Linked DNA regions of Mus musculus: regions 1, 3 and 4 are each linked to region 2. The links are chromatin contacts, called in public HiChIP or PLAC-seq maps. All regions are on one chromosome and are shown on one strand. The core of a region is the stretch at or near the end of the contact, and the rest is flanking DNA. Distances in the headings are between cores, read along the strand shown.

Region 1 (2,700 bases), core at 26-2,525, 180 kb after region 2:
TGTCAGCCAGTGGCTCATATGAACAGCTCTGCCAGTTGTAAATTCTTGAACTCCAACGTTTGCATGAGTAGTTATTCGCTGCTCAGAGTCCCAGAGAGCCACACCCTGGGGCTGGCGCCTAACCACCATCCTAACTCTCTGCCGAGCCACTTTAAAAAGCATGTGAATACTACCCTGTTGGAGCTAGTGTTTCTGTCTCAGGACCGAGTTCCATGTACAATGTATTTCATTGAGCTCCCGTGCCACACTGCAGCATGTACCATGTTAAGGGGATAAATGTATGGATTGCAGAGTAAAAGGGCTAGTAAAGCAGGAAGCGGTCAAACTGTCAACTGCCACTTTAGAAGGAAGATACCAACTTTTAAAAATCTATTAACACAAAAGAAATGATTATTCCTGAATGAAATGTTTTAGGGGCCAGTGAGAAGGGGGGGAGGGGGAAAGAGCCAAGATGATTGTTTTGTTTTGTTTCATTTTGTTTCATTTGGTTTTGTTTGTTCACAGCTGGGGGAATGAGGAAATGCTTTTTGTAGTAAACTCTGGAAAAAGGAGCTTGACTGGCAAGACGCATTCAGCACGGTCCAAGCTATCTCACAGGATGTGACTGGGTTTAGCGTTGTAAGACAGCTCTGTAGTTTTATTCTGGCCAAATGTCTGTATGATTCTCAGGCAGTTCCCTCCCCTGTCACCTTCCAGCCTTGCTTCTAACAGGGAGTCTCTCTCACTTTGATTCACGGTTTCTCACAAGCAGCTCCAGACTGCCTTTATAAGATAACACAAGTCTTGGGAGTGAGAACGGAGTTGAACCATCTGCAGTTCTTTCTTTGCTATAAAAATAAATAAATAAATAAATAAATAAATAAATAAATAAATAAGAATTTCCACACTCATATCCTTGTTGGGTCCCTCATCCCAACCCAACCCCAACACATACTGCGGAAATGGTGAAAGAGACCCCAGACAGAGCAGTGGGGGTCGAACTCAGGGCGCATGATTCACTGCCTACTGCTTTCATCCACAGTCAATTTTCTAGACAAGCCTGGCCTCCTGTCACTCCCATTAATCACGGGGCCCAAGCAGAGTCCAGCAGGGTGCCCCTTGTACGGCTCAGACAGGGTCTGGGGCATCACAAGATTCCCATTAAAAGCGAGATAGGGGTCTTGACTTCTCATTCATTCCCACAATGCACTTCATCAGCATCCCGCTACACACTCCTCCTGTGAGCAACTGGCGCTGCTGGGTGTTGATGTTGGTTTTGGCTTGCTTCCTCCTAGAGCAGCCAGCCGTTGTGTAAGCAAGTCTGTCTGAATCGCTCTGGGGCTAACTGCCTTCTTAGAAGTCCTCCTGCTGCTCATTATTTAGCCAGCAAGCCATTACTATTATTAGCTTTGAATTCTTCCTTCTCCACTTTCTGTTCACTAAAATACTGAAGTGTGGACAATCATCGCCCAACCAATTGTTAAATGCCTCTCCCTGCCCCCCCCACCTTTTCTATTATTTGGGTTGACATTCAAAACAAGTACAAAACTCAGGAACTTTAAAGAGGGGTTTGGGATGGAGAGTCAGTAACTAGATTCCTTCTCGTGCTCTTTCAGTAACTTCTAGTGTACGTGCCATCTTCATTTTGTATGCACCATACAGTCTATTCAGAAAAATTTAAAGAGAAAATAAAAAAAGAACAGCATTAGGTAGTTCTTGGCAGTCAGTCAAAGACAGCATTGCAGGGAAGGTATTTAAGTCTTTTAAGTGAAGCTATTTGTATATCAGCAACTGCATTTTTCATGACCAGGGAGAGCTATTTGCACAGTCTTTCACGGAAATATTTCTAGACAGTTTCTGTGGCTTTCCTCCCTGAGCTCATGTATTTGCTTCTGCTTCAGAACAGGACAATTTAATGAGCAGTTTTACAGCCCAACCTGCACCCTGCACACTCTACGGGGCTACATGCCTGCCGCATATAACCTTTGCCCTATTTGCCATTAAAGAACAAGACTTTCCTATAACCAACTTTATACTATGATGGGGGTGGGGCACGCAACTGATACTTCAGTCCACCCTACAGCCCATAGACATCAATGTTTTAAAAACTTTATACTTAAAAAAAAATAGGGTACATATTAGCATTACCATAGTCAGCCCCCTTCTTTTGTAAGGTGTTTATGTCATCTTTCATCCTTTGACCTAGAGCAAAAGGACCACGTGCTTCAGAGCAAATAACTCATTTGGCCTCATTTCTAGTCCAGGGAGGCATGTTCAAAGATAAACCCCAAATTATTTCAGAAATAAAAACAACAACAAAAATAAAAAATAAGAGACATCATTTTCTGTCTCCAGTCTTACTAATGATTGTCAGCCCTGGAAAATCCTCTTTGTTTTCGTTTTAAGACATAGGGTTCTGCATATTCTCAAATGAAATAAGTATCTAATTGTAAACAAAAAAAATACCTAAATTTGCCTTATTTTCCCCATGGGTTCTGCTTTTGGTGTTCTGTTGTTTTTCTTGCTATCTGCTAAACATTTGAGCTCTCCCTTTCTTTTGAGCTGTGGAGCCCCAAACAGGAAGCAGGGACCCCTGGCCGGGTCTGGGCAGGAGAACAACCAAGCCATTGTGCAGAGGAACACCACCTCCCTCCTGGCCCTGCAATGCCGGCCTCTGCCCGCCTGTTTTAACTACGCTATGGATTTAAGGTAGTCTGCAGT
Region 2 (2,700 bases), core at 11-2,510:
AAAGGCCCAGGACAAGTGAGAGCCTTGTTAAAAAAAAAAAAAAAAAAAAAAAAAAAGATGGGCCAGCAGGCTCAGCTGACCAGCAAGTATCAGCCATTCTTGGATTTTAGAAGAACAATTTCAATGTTATCTAGTGAGCCCACTAAAGACAGAGCGCTATTCCCCTGGCCTGCTAAGTTGCTGAGTCAGTAAGATGTGGGTTTGGCACTTGGGCCCTCATCTCTGGCTAAGTGCGTTTGCATTGTCTGATAGTAAAATAACAAAACAAAAAAGCAAAAAACAAAAGACTAGACTGCTTCTTATCGTTAGGTACTATTATTTCTGGTGTTTCTATTATATAGATAAACAGAAAAGCTCCCTGTTCATACAAGAGTTTTGAAAATTGCATTTTTTTCCTTTAGGGCAAAATGCATTCATTCCTGGAGTGTTAGAGGTTGCATACATAGCTCATCCATGCTCGAGTTTAAGTCTCTGAATTATCAGTTTCAACCATTCAAAACTAAGTCTCGTTCAGTTTTTGCTACTTGTCTGGAGTGAGGTTTTTTTCCCCACCTTTTATTTTGAAGCGGAAGACCCTTACATTTAAGAAAGCATTTGAACGATCAACATTTAGACTTATAAAAAACACACAGAAAATCACAATTTACCATACGACCTTGCTCTTTTGAAAGTTAAGTTCACGGTTATCTGTCCCTTAGCTCAGTGTCTCCAGCGTCTTCACACAGGTGATGGGATCTCTATCTAGTTCCCCAATCACAGACCAGGTACGCAATCCCAGAGGCCTTACCCGCTGGTCTTCCCTGGAGCAGTCCTCTCCCCTGGCAGAGTCCCTGAGGGCTTCTTGGTCCCTAGTTTGCAAAACCTGTGAAGAGAAACACTGGATATGAGATTCAACAAAGGAGCACCCAGCTGTCCTCTCCTTGGAAGCAGCACATTGTGTCCCCAGCCGTCCATGGCGTTGCTGGCCCTTGCCCAGTCTAACCAATGTGCAGACTACTGTACAACGGCATTGTCCTGAACAGGTAGTCTGAACACTGGGGCGACGGAGCAGGATCTCCTGAAGCTTCCATCGGTGTGTGGAAAATCCTGTCCCGGGGCTGGGGAGAGCCTGTCTTCCTGCACCAGGGGCTTGTTCAGCTTCCCCCCTGAACCCTGTCTGCTGCATCGACTGAGACACACTAAAGGGCTGTGATTTCCAGTCTTGACGTGGCACATTTGCAGCAGACTAGGGAACTGGCAATGAATTTAGGACCAGGAAAAGGGGGAGGGCTGGGCTGGAGAGTCCATATATGGGATGATGTCACCCTGGGGAGGTTTGGGTATGCGCTGTGCCGCTGGAGAGACCGCTAGAATCGCCTGCTCTCAGACATGGGTCTGTGCATAAAATGGTACCAGATGTTTTCGTGTAATGTTAAGCAGTCATTTCATCTTCAGGCCAGATTTTTTCCCTCAACTGGGCAGGAAGTGGGGCCCCAGTATGGAAAAGCTGTAAAAAAAAAAAAAAAAGGCAAGATGTACAGTTCTGCTGTGGCCAACCGAAAGTGAGTTGAGAGTAGAAGTACAAATTTGTTGCCTGATCTGGGCTGAAGAAGTAATTTAAAGATAGAAAGATGACAAAGCAGTAAGCAGAAAGTCAAACACTGTTAAGCAGGCAAACTTCGAGGCCTTTTTTTTTTTTTTTAACTTTCCTGCGATACTTTGTTTTCTTGTATTTTACTCCTTAGTGAGGTCAGATAAGTTGGGGCTCCCCCCTTTCTTTTCCTCCTCTTCCCCCTTCTCCCTCCTCCTCCTCCTCCTCCTCCTCCTCCTCCTCCTCCTCCTCCTCCTCCTCCTCCTTTTCTGCTGGACCTGTCAGCAGCTTGCAGGCTGCTCTAGACTTGAGCAGTAATTACAGCAACTTCCTGAAAGTGAAGCCCCCATGAAAAGTCTGGAGAAATGCTCTTTGTCATGGCCTCTCCATGAGTAATTAGTTCCATATGTGGCCTTCCTCGTCTCCCTCCCTCAGCTCTCTTGGCTGGCTCTCTGCATGCCGTTCTATAGCCTTACCTAAGGAAATGTTAAAAAGTTTAGACTTCAAGCACCCACACTGCTGTACCGCTCTTTTCTGAACATTTCCCTCTGGTAGAGCCACACGGTTAAGGACAGCATTGTTTTATCCTGCTGGCTACTCCCAATTCTGTTTGAATACTTTTGTTTTGTTTACATGGTGTTCTGATGATGAGGTTTATCTCTGGTTAAGTAAATCTGTTGAAACTGGCCCAGTGAAGCTTGACCACTTACAAACTCTCAGCTCGCTTGGCCTCTAGTCCTCTGTCCCAGTTGTTAACTGTTTCAAATTATGTAGGCTGTTGAATGTTGTGAACATGAGGTCCCCTAACTTGTTTTCCACTGTATTCTGATTGATATTAGATTTTTGTCTCAAATAAGAGCTTTATCAATTGGCCTTGTAGAGGTCACAATGTGGGAGATTTTCTAAATCTAACTCACAGGATGAAGGGCTATAGTATTTTTGTAAGAATTAGAGCCCGAACAACTTATTTGTACCTGCCTTCTATGACACTTTTGAGATGTACAAATCTATATTGGCTGTTTCAAAATGCTTCAAGTGAGAGCCGCCTTAACTTATTTATTTTTTCCTAACATGGTTTCTTTTAAATTGATGTACCACAAACGGTTCAAAAGTGGTCCCAAGCCCTTGTG
Region 3 (2,700 bases), core at 95-2,594, 140 kb after region 2:
CAGAAGGGTCCTGTAGCAGGTAGAAACTGAGGGATATACGGAGAACCTTGCAACCAACAGTCTGTGTAGGAGTGGGAGGGTCTGATACCCCACTACAACCACTACTACAGCAGTGTTTCTCCCAGAACTTTGAGCAGCTGTGTGTCCAATTCCAAAGGTCTTAGTTACCCTTCCATGGAAAAACACTTTCAAGGATTCAGACGTAAGCTATTGTCAACAAGAGTAGTGGAGAACATTATAAAAACATTATCCACCACTCAGAACTGCCATCCATGGCTGTCACCAAATAGATGACTGGGAACTGGCTGACTGAACCGGCAACTGGCCAGGCCACGCCATGTTCTCTGCTTCCATTGTGTCTTTTATTTAAGGATCAGGGCATCCTACACAGTGACATCATTGTTGCCGCTACTCGCACCATCTGCCACTGCGCAGGGAAGCTAGTCATCCCCGAGTGTCCAGAAACACTTGGTTGAACTCCTGAAACTGATTTGCTAGATCAAAAGCTGCTCTGCTGTGGAATGCAATAAACTCCATCTGTCTGAGGTATTTCCAGCAATATTGTTCTTCTTAGGAGAACCAGGGTCCCATTATTCTAGAAAATGGTCTTTTACCCATAGTAAAATCCCTCCCCAGTGGGGTCTTTACTGTCTTACTGAGCAGTTGGCATCCCCTCTAGGAAGGATTCCTCTGGGGTTTTGTTTTGTTTAGTTTAGTTTTTTACTTCATTCATTCTTATGTCATTATTTATGCATCTGATAAACTAGTGTGCAAACAGCTGTACTATGGCAGCCCAGTGCTAAAGAAACCTCTCTATAGGATTTTATCAATGCCTTTATATTTTCCTTGTTAAATACAATGGCTGAAATGGTCCCTGGGAAAGGTGGTTTTCTTAAGGTCAGCAGCAGGCATGGAACTCAAGGAAACCCTCTCCCGGGGTCATCGCCTTCCCACTCTCTCAGAATGTTTCCTGGTGTGTTTCCCCCTCCCCCTTAAATCCTCAAACTAAATGTAAAGGGCAGGCCCCTACCCCAGGCTTTCCTTCTGATGCACACACTTCCCTCACAGCTCTCTGCAAACCTCACATCTCAGCAAGGCGTTTCTTCTGGGCCCCTGTGAGGAGAAACTCAGATCCGTTCCGGGCTCACATCCCACCACGTCTGCCCCACAGGAACTGACCTTGCAAGGACTCGGGCTGCTCTAGGAGCAATGAATCACCGTTTTATTTTCTTAGGCCATATGTGAGTTCAATTGTTCGATGTAAATCATGCTCTCCCAGCTTCGGTTAGCAACAGGAGAGTCACAGGCTGCCACTCGCCCCTGGATGCCCTGTCTCCACACACACAGTATTTGCATTTAGAAATGTTGATGACGGTTTTGTGACTAACCTTTCCAGATCCCATGTTGCTGACTATGGAGTACTGTTTATTTTGGCCAAAGCCCCACTCTACAGTCTTGACTTCCCATGCCAACCCAAGACAGAAACTCATAACTTACCAAAGAAAAGAAAGGCTCAGAAGGAGTCTATAACTTGGGTTTGCTTCCTCTGTTGTCCCAAACCACCCACTCCATGCCTCAGTACTTGCTTCTTTTCTTTGAGAAGGAAGGAAAGAAGGAAGGAAGGAAGGAAGGAGGGAGGGAGGGAGGGAGGGAGGGAGGGAGGGAGGGAGGGAGGGAAGGAAGGAAGGAAAGAGAGAGAGAGAGAGAGAGAAAGAAAGAAAGAAAGAAAGAAAGAAAGAAAGAAAGAAAGAAAGAAAGAACTAATTTAATTCCACCTTCGTTGAAACCAAGAATGCAGTGCTTGTTTTGTTGTTTTTTGTTTTGTTTTGTTTTGTTTTGTTTTGTTTTGTTTTGTTTTAAAAAAAATAAAGTAATGACTGATGAAATTTTCCATGCTTGGCATGTTGGAGGAAGGGCTGTCAGGAAAGACGAGCCAGCACACTGACTTCTCTGCCTTTTATGCTAGCGGTTCACTTATTACCGATTCAAACCAATTCTTTCTGGCTTGGCTCCCATAGCCCAAGTATTCTGAGTAGAAAGCAATGGAGGGATATCGCCACACTGTTGTAAACGCGGGACTTCACTCCCCCTACCTACACGGATTCTCTGACTCAGGCCTGAGCCCTGGATGTACACAATGGGAAGTTATCGAAGGGTTCAGCTATTCATTCGGATTCCGATCCAGCAAGGAAAAACCTCATAATTTTGAAATAAATTTGTGTTTAACATATTTCTCTCACTTTTTTTTCCCTTCCTTGTGACTGCATGCACAGGGGAGCAACAAAGTAAGTTCTCTGCCCTAGTGCGGCTCTTCTGTGTTTCCTGTCTCCCCGGCCCCTGCTCCTGCATGCCCAGCCTCTGCTCCTGCATGCTGTCTTGACAAACGTGATTCTATGTATCTTGGGATAGCCACCCTCTGCTGGCCATTCCAAGGAGTCTATGGGGCAATGCAAATGTCAGGGGAAATGTGTGTGGATGGCCACAGTGGCTGCTCTGTTTTGGCCTTCTTGGAAGGGAAATAAGTTATGTTTTCAGAGCTGGTTATGGGACATGTCAGAGGGGTCACGCAAAAGAAAAAGACCAACTCTGAGCAAAGGAATGGTAAGGATTTGTCACAGAAGGGTTCCTCAAACTGATGGAACTCAGTGTAGCTGAAGAACTGACCCCAAATCAAAGCTTGTGCAGTTATAAAACCTCCAA
Region 4 (2,849 bases), core at 38-2,537, 240 kb after region 2:
AGAGGACATCCTAATATCCCGTCCTATCACTCTCCACCTTATTCCTTTCAGTCAGAGTTTCTCACTGAACTTGGAGCTAGGCTGGTGGCCAACAAGGCTGGAGGCTCCTCCTCTCTCTGCTCTACACGGCACTGAAGTTCCACACAAGCATGTGACCATACTCGGCTCTTTACATGGGTGCTGAGATAGGACCTCATGTTCTCGTGTTCCTACAGCAAATACTGTTGGACACTGAACCATCTTTCCAGTCCCATGAATTTTACAGTATCCTTTACTAGATAAATCCTTACACCTGCAGGCACAATAAATAGTCCACGGTTAATTTATAACCCTTTGCAAAGCCAAGTGTTGCCAGTGCAAGCAAGCTTTTGCTTCTAACTTTCTTCAAGTCCTTGGTATTTTTTTCACTTTGTCCAAAATTGAAATGCACACTTACTTTTACCTGATATCTACGTAATTTGGACATTGGAATTGGAATTGGAATTGACCTAGTGAACGAGAAGAAAGTAAAATTCCAACTGTATCAAAATGAAATGGCCTGAGTCTCCTGAAGTGTGTTCTCTTATTTTATAGACAGAAGAAAAAAGCAGGGAGTCTGTGGTGGAAAGAGAAGAAGCTGGAATAAAAGCAAATGCTATGATGATACACTGGCCTGTGGTTACTGCATATGGTTTTCATTTCCTTCATAATATACTCTCCCTCAACCATCTCTAGCTTTCTGTCCTCACAGCTCCCTTCATCCTCCATGTGTGACAGAGGAGGAAAGGTATTACAGTCTTCAAGATCGACTATAATTCAGGATGGACAAAAGGACAGTCTTCAAGATCAACTATAACTCAGGATAGTCAAGAGGAGTCAGAGATTCTTTTAAAAACCACACTATTCCTTGCATAGTCATCTCATTATGTATTAGATGTTGCTGGGATTTATAATAGTATCTTAGTCAGCAGGAGCACCAGAGAAGCAATAGAATAAGAAGCAGCTTGCAAAATAACCAAATAAGCAGTTATCACATATTGTTATGATAAGAGAAAAGGTTTGGTCATCTTCCTAGGGAAAAAGTATTAATGATTCAAGTGCTGATGCAGCTAGCTGAGCTCTTGACCAGCATTAATCCATTTGTTCCAACCTTGACCTAATGTTCTAGAAGGTAGCAATTGTGACTTCGGACAAAGGAACAATGGGATGCATTCCAGCCAATCAAAACCCAAAGTTCTCATTCCTAATGCATGCTGCAAGATTCTAAGTCATTCAAGTGCCTGTTGGAGACAGGCATCCTGGTGTTGAAAGTATGGAGGGGTCTCCCACCTGCTTTGGTGCCTAACCAAGAGGTACTGTAGCAGTCTCCCCTTGACAGCACAAAGAGGTATCTGTGTTCTCCAGTTCCCAGCTCAAAAAACTGAGAACACCTGAGAGATGGAAAAAAGAGAGCTAAAGGTAGGAAAAATTAGAACTTCTAATAGCAATAGTTCTTCTGGAGTTTCACCACTAAATAAATGTATGTCAACCTCTGGAAACATATATGCAAACACAAAAAGGATTTCAGTCCAAGCTTGGGTGAACCCATTGCTCTGGGCCTGAGTTGAGGCAGGATAGCATTAAACTATGCTAAGGCTTGTTAATGTGTCTATACTGTTAATAGTATGTAGGTGTTTCATAAGATACACTTCCTCAGCTAACTCATTAATTCTTTATTCCAACTTTCATCTTCCAATGTGGAGGCCAGGAGGCAAAGAGAAGGAACAGGTAGCAGCATATGTCTTTCCATGGCATGTCCCACGATTCCCTCCCTCCTACTATTCATCGCCTTCTAATAAGGCCATCAATTATGAACCTATCAAGGATTAGCTCAAGGTCCAATTACTTCTTCAGATTCCAGCTGACATCCAGGCATGGGATCCCCACATGAGCCTGCAGGGACACTTCTTGTTCAAACCATAACAAAGACTAGGAGGAAAACACTGCTATGTGTGTACAGACTAGGACATTTTAATGAGTGTTATAGACCCCAAGGCTCACTCCTTCTTTTCATGGCCTGAAAATAATATTGTCCTTGCCAATATGTATCTTATAACTCAACAAATAAGGATGATAGAAATAAGGATGGATGCTTGCCCAACTATAAATCCAGTTTTTAGATGAACCACACAGGGAGTTAAGATTGCTAAAAAACAGAGGCTAGGAGAGATGCTGTGTAAACATGACCACCATACTTCCAGTCCTCACAACCCAGGTAAAAAAAAAAAAGGCCAGAATCCCAGCACGAAGGAACCAGCAACAGCAATACCTCTGGATCTTGCAGGCCAGCCAGGCCAGCCAACGAGTAATCTCTAGATCGGTGAGAACCCTGCTTTAAAAGAAGGTGAGAGCCAAAAAGTGGTGGTGGCACATACCTTTAATCCCAGTGCTCAGGAAGCAGAGGAGGAGAATCTCTGAGTTCCAGGCCAGCCTGGTCTACAGAAAACCAAAACCAAAAATAAAATAAAAATGTGTGAGAGAGAAAAAGACAGCCAACATTGAGCCTTGGCCTCATACACGTGCAGCACACACACACACAGATGACTGAAAAGCAAACCAATTCTGCACTCCCTGTATTTTAACTGGAGTCTCTGTGTGGGGAAACCACCATGAACTTAGACCATTGCCCCATGAAATGCACCCAGCACCGGAAGGGCACAACCAGCTGCCTTCACACCATCCAATACACCTGCTGTTCTCACAGATGCTGAAGCCTAACACTGGAAGCCTCTGTTATGTTTCAATATCATCAATACCTTAAGATCAAACAAAAGCTAAGGCAATCAACAGGTGGCCGGCTACTGTTGGGGTAAAACCCCGCGCTGCCACTT

Evidence for each region. HiChIP or PLAC-seq counts read pairs in DNA pulled down with a chosen protein or histone mark.
Region 1: an H3K4me3 HiChIP or PLAC-seq map of embryonic limb bud shows a contact between it and region 2, with 5 times the contacts expected there. The contact joins the enhancer-like site here to the promoter of Dnm3os in region 2. A contact is called at or near these places in 10 of 39 promoter capture datasets (the 3T3-L1 cell line, the HPC-7 cell line, the SN4741 cell line and 6 more), 15 of 484 Hi-C or Micro-C datasets (the C2C12 cell line, the N1E-115 cell line, cranial neural crest and 6 more), 11 of 115 datasets of contacts at active chromatin or transcription factors (cardiomyocytes, craniofacial prominence, embryonic fibroblasts and 8 more) and 1 of 9 other capture datasets (embryonic stem cells).
Region 3: an H3K4me3 HiChIP or PLAC-seq map of embryonic limb bud shows a contact between it and region 2, with 8 times the contacts expected there. The contact joins the enhancer-like site here to the promoter of Dnm3os in region 2. A contact is called at or near these places in 12 of 39 promoter capture datasets (the 3T3-L1 cell line, 3T3-L1-derived adipocytes, the HPC-7 cell line and 6 more), 23 of 484 Hi-C or Micro-C datasets (the 3T3-L1 cell line, 3T3-L1-derived adipocytes, the C3H10T1/2 cell line and 13 more), 7 of 115 datasets of contacts at active chromatin or transcription factors (the NIH/3T3 cell line, cardiomyocytes, craniofacial prominence and 4 more) and 2 of 9 other capture datasets (embryonic tail and embryonic trunk).
Region 4: an H3K4me3 HiChIP or PLAC-seq map of embryonic limb bud shows a contact between it and region 2, with 8 times the contacts expected there. The contact joins the promoter of 4930558K02Rik here to the promoter of Dnm3os in region 2. A contact is called at or near these places in 17 of 39 promoter capture datasets (the 3T3-L1 cell line, the C10 cell line, the HPC-7 cell line and 10 more), 10 of 484 Hi-C or Micro-C datasets (the 3T3-L1 cell line, 3T3-L1-derived adipocytes, the NIH/3T3 cell line and 4 more), 9 of 115 datasets of contacts at active chromatin or transcription factors (bone marrow-derived macrophages, craniofacial prominence, embryonic limb bud and 6 more) and 3 of 9 other capture datasets (adipose tissue, embryonic stem cells and pancreatic islet).

The regions. Positions count from the first base shown.
Region 1 is chr1:162,036,611-162,039,310 of GRCm38.p6, reverse strand. The region is part of intron 17 of Dnm3 (dynamin 3); the gene reads left to right. Among named protein-coding and RNA genes, the nearest start is that of 2810442N19Rik, 33 kb to the right of the region's middle. Within about 2 kb of position 1,275, at least 166 of the 459 cell types and tissues checked have an H3K27ac peak or open chromatin away from gene starts, as enhancers often do. A contact at or near this core is called in the C2C12 cell line, the N1E-115 cell line, embryonic fibroblasts and 7 more, where this site is marked.
Region 2 is chr1:162,216,183-162,218,882 of GRCm38.p6, reverse strand. Dnm3os (dynamin 3, opposite strand) reads right to left here and starts at 1,260. Exons shown (of 1, transcript NR_002870.2): 1 at 1-1,260. All of the region lies in intron 14 of Dnm3 (dynamin 3), which reads left to right. It overlaps Mir199a-2 (microRNA 199a-2), which reads right to left and starts at 1,069; the gene lies at 960-1,069.
Region 3 is chr1:162,075,360-162,078,059 of GRCm38.p6, reverse strand. Dnm3 (dynamin 3) reads left to right here. Exons shown (of 21, transcript NM_001038619.2): 17 at 2,274-2,285. Among named protein-coding and RNA genes, the nearest start is that of 2810442N19Rik, 72 kb to the right of the region's middle. RefSeq lists an enhancer at 500-2,700. Within about 2 kb of position 1,344, at least 99 of the 459 cell types and tissues checked have an H3K27ac peak or open chromatin away from gene starts, as enhancers often do. A contact at or near this core is called in 3T3-L1-derived adipocytes, the C3H10T1/2 cell line, the MC38 cell line and 10 more, where this site is marked.
Region 4 is chr1:161,978,074-161,980,922 of GRCm38.p6, reverse strand. 4930558K02Rik (RIKEN cDNA 4930558K02 gene) reads left to right here and starts at 1,287. Exons shown (of 7, transcript NM_001204904.1): 1 at 1,287-1,437. The coding sequence starts at 1,417.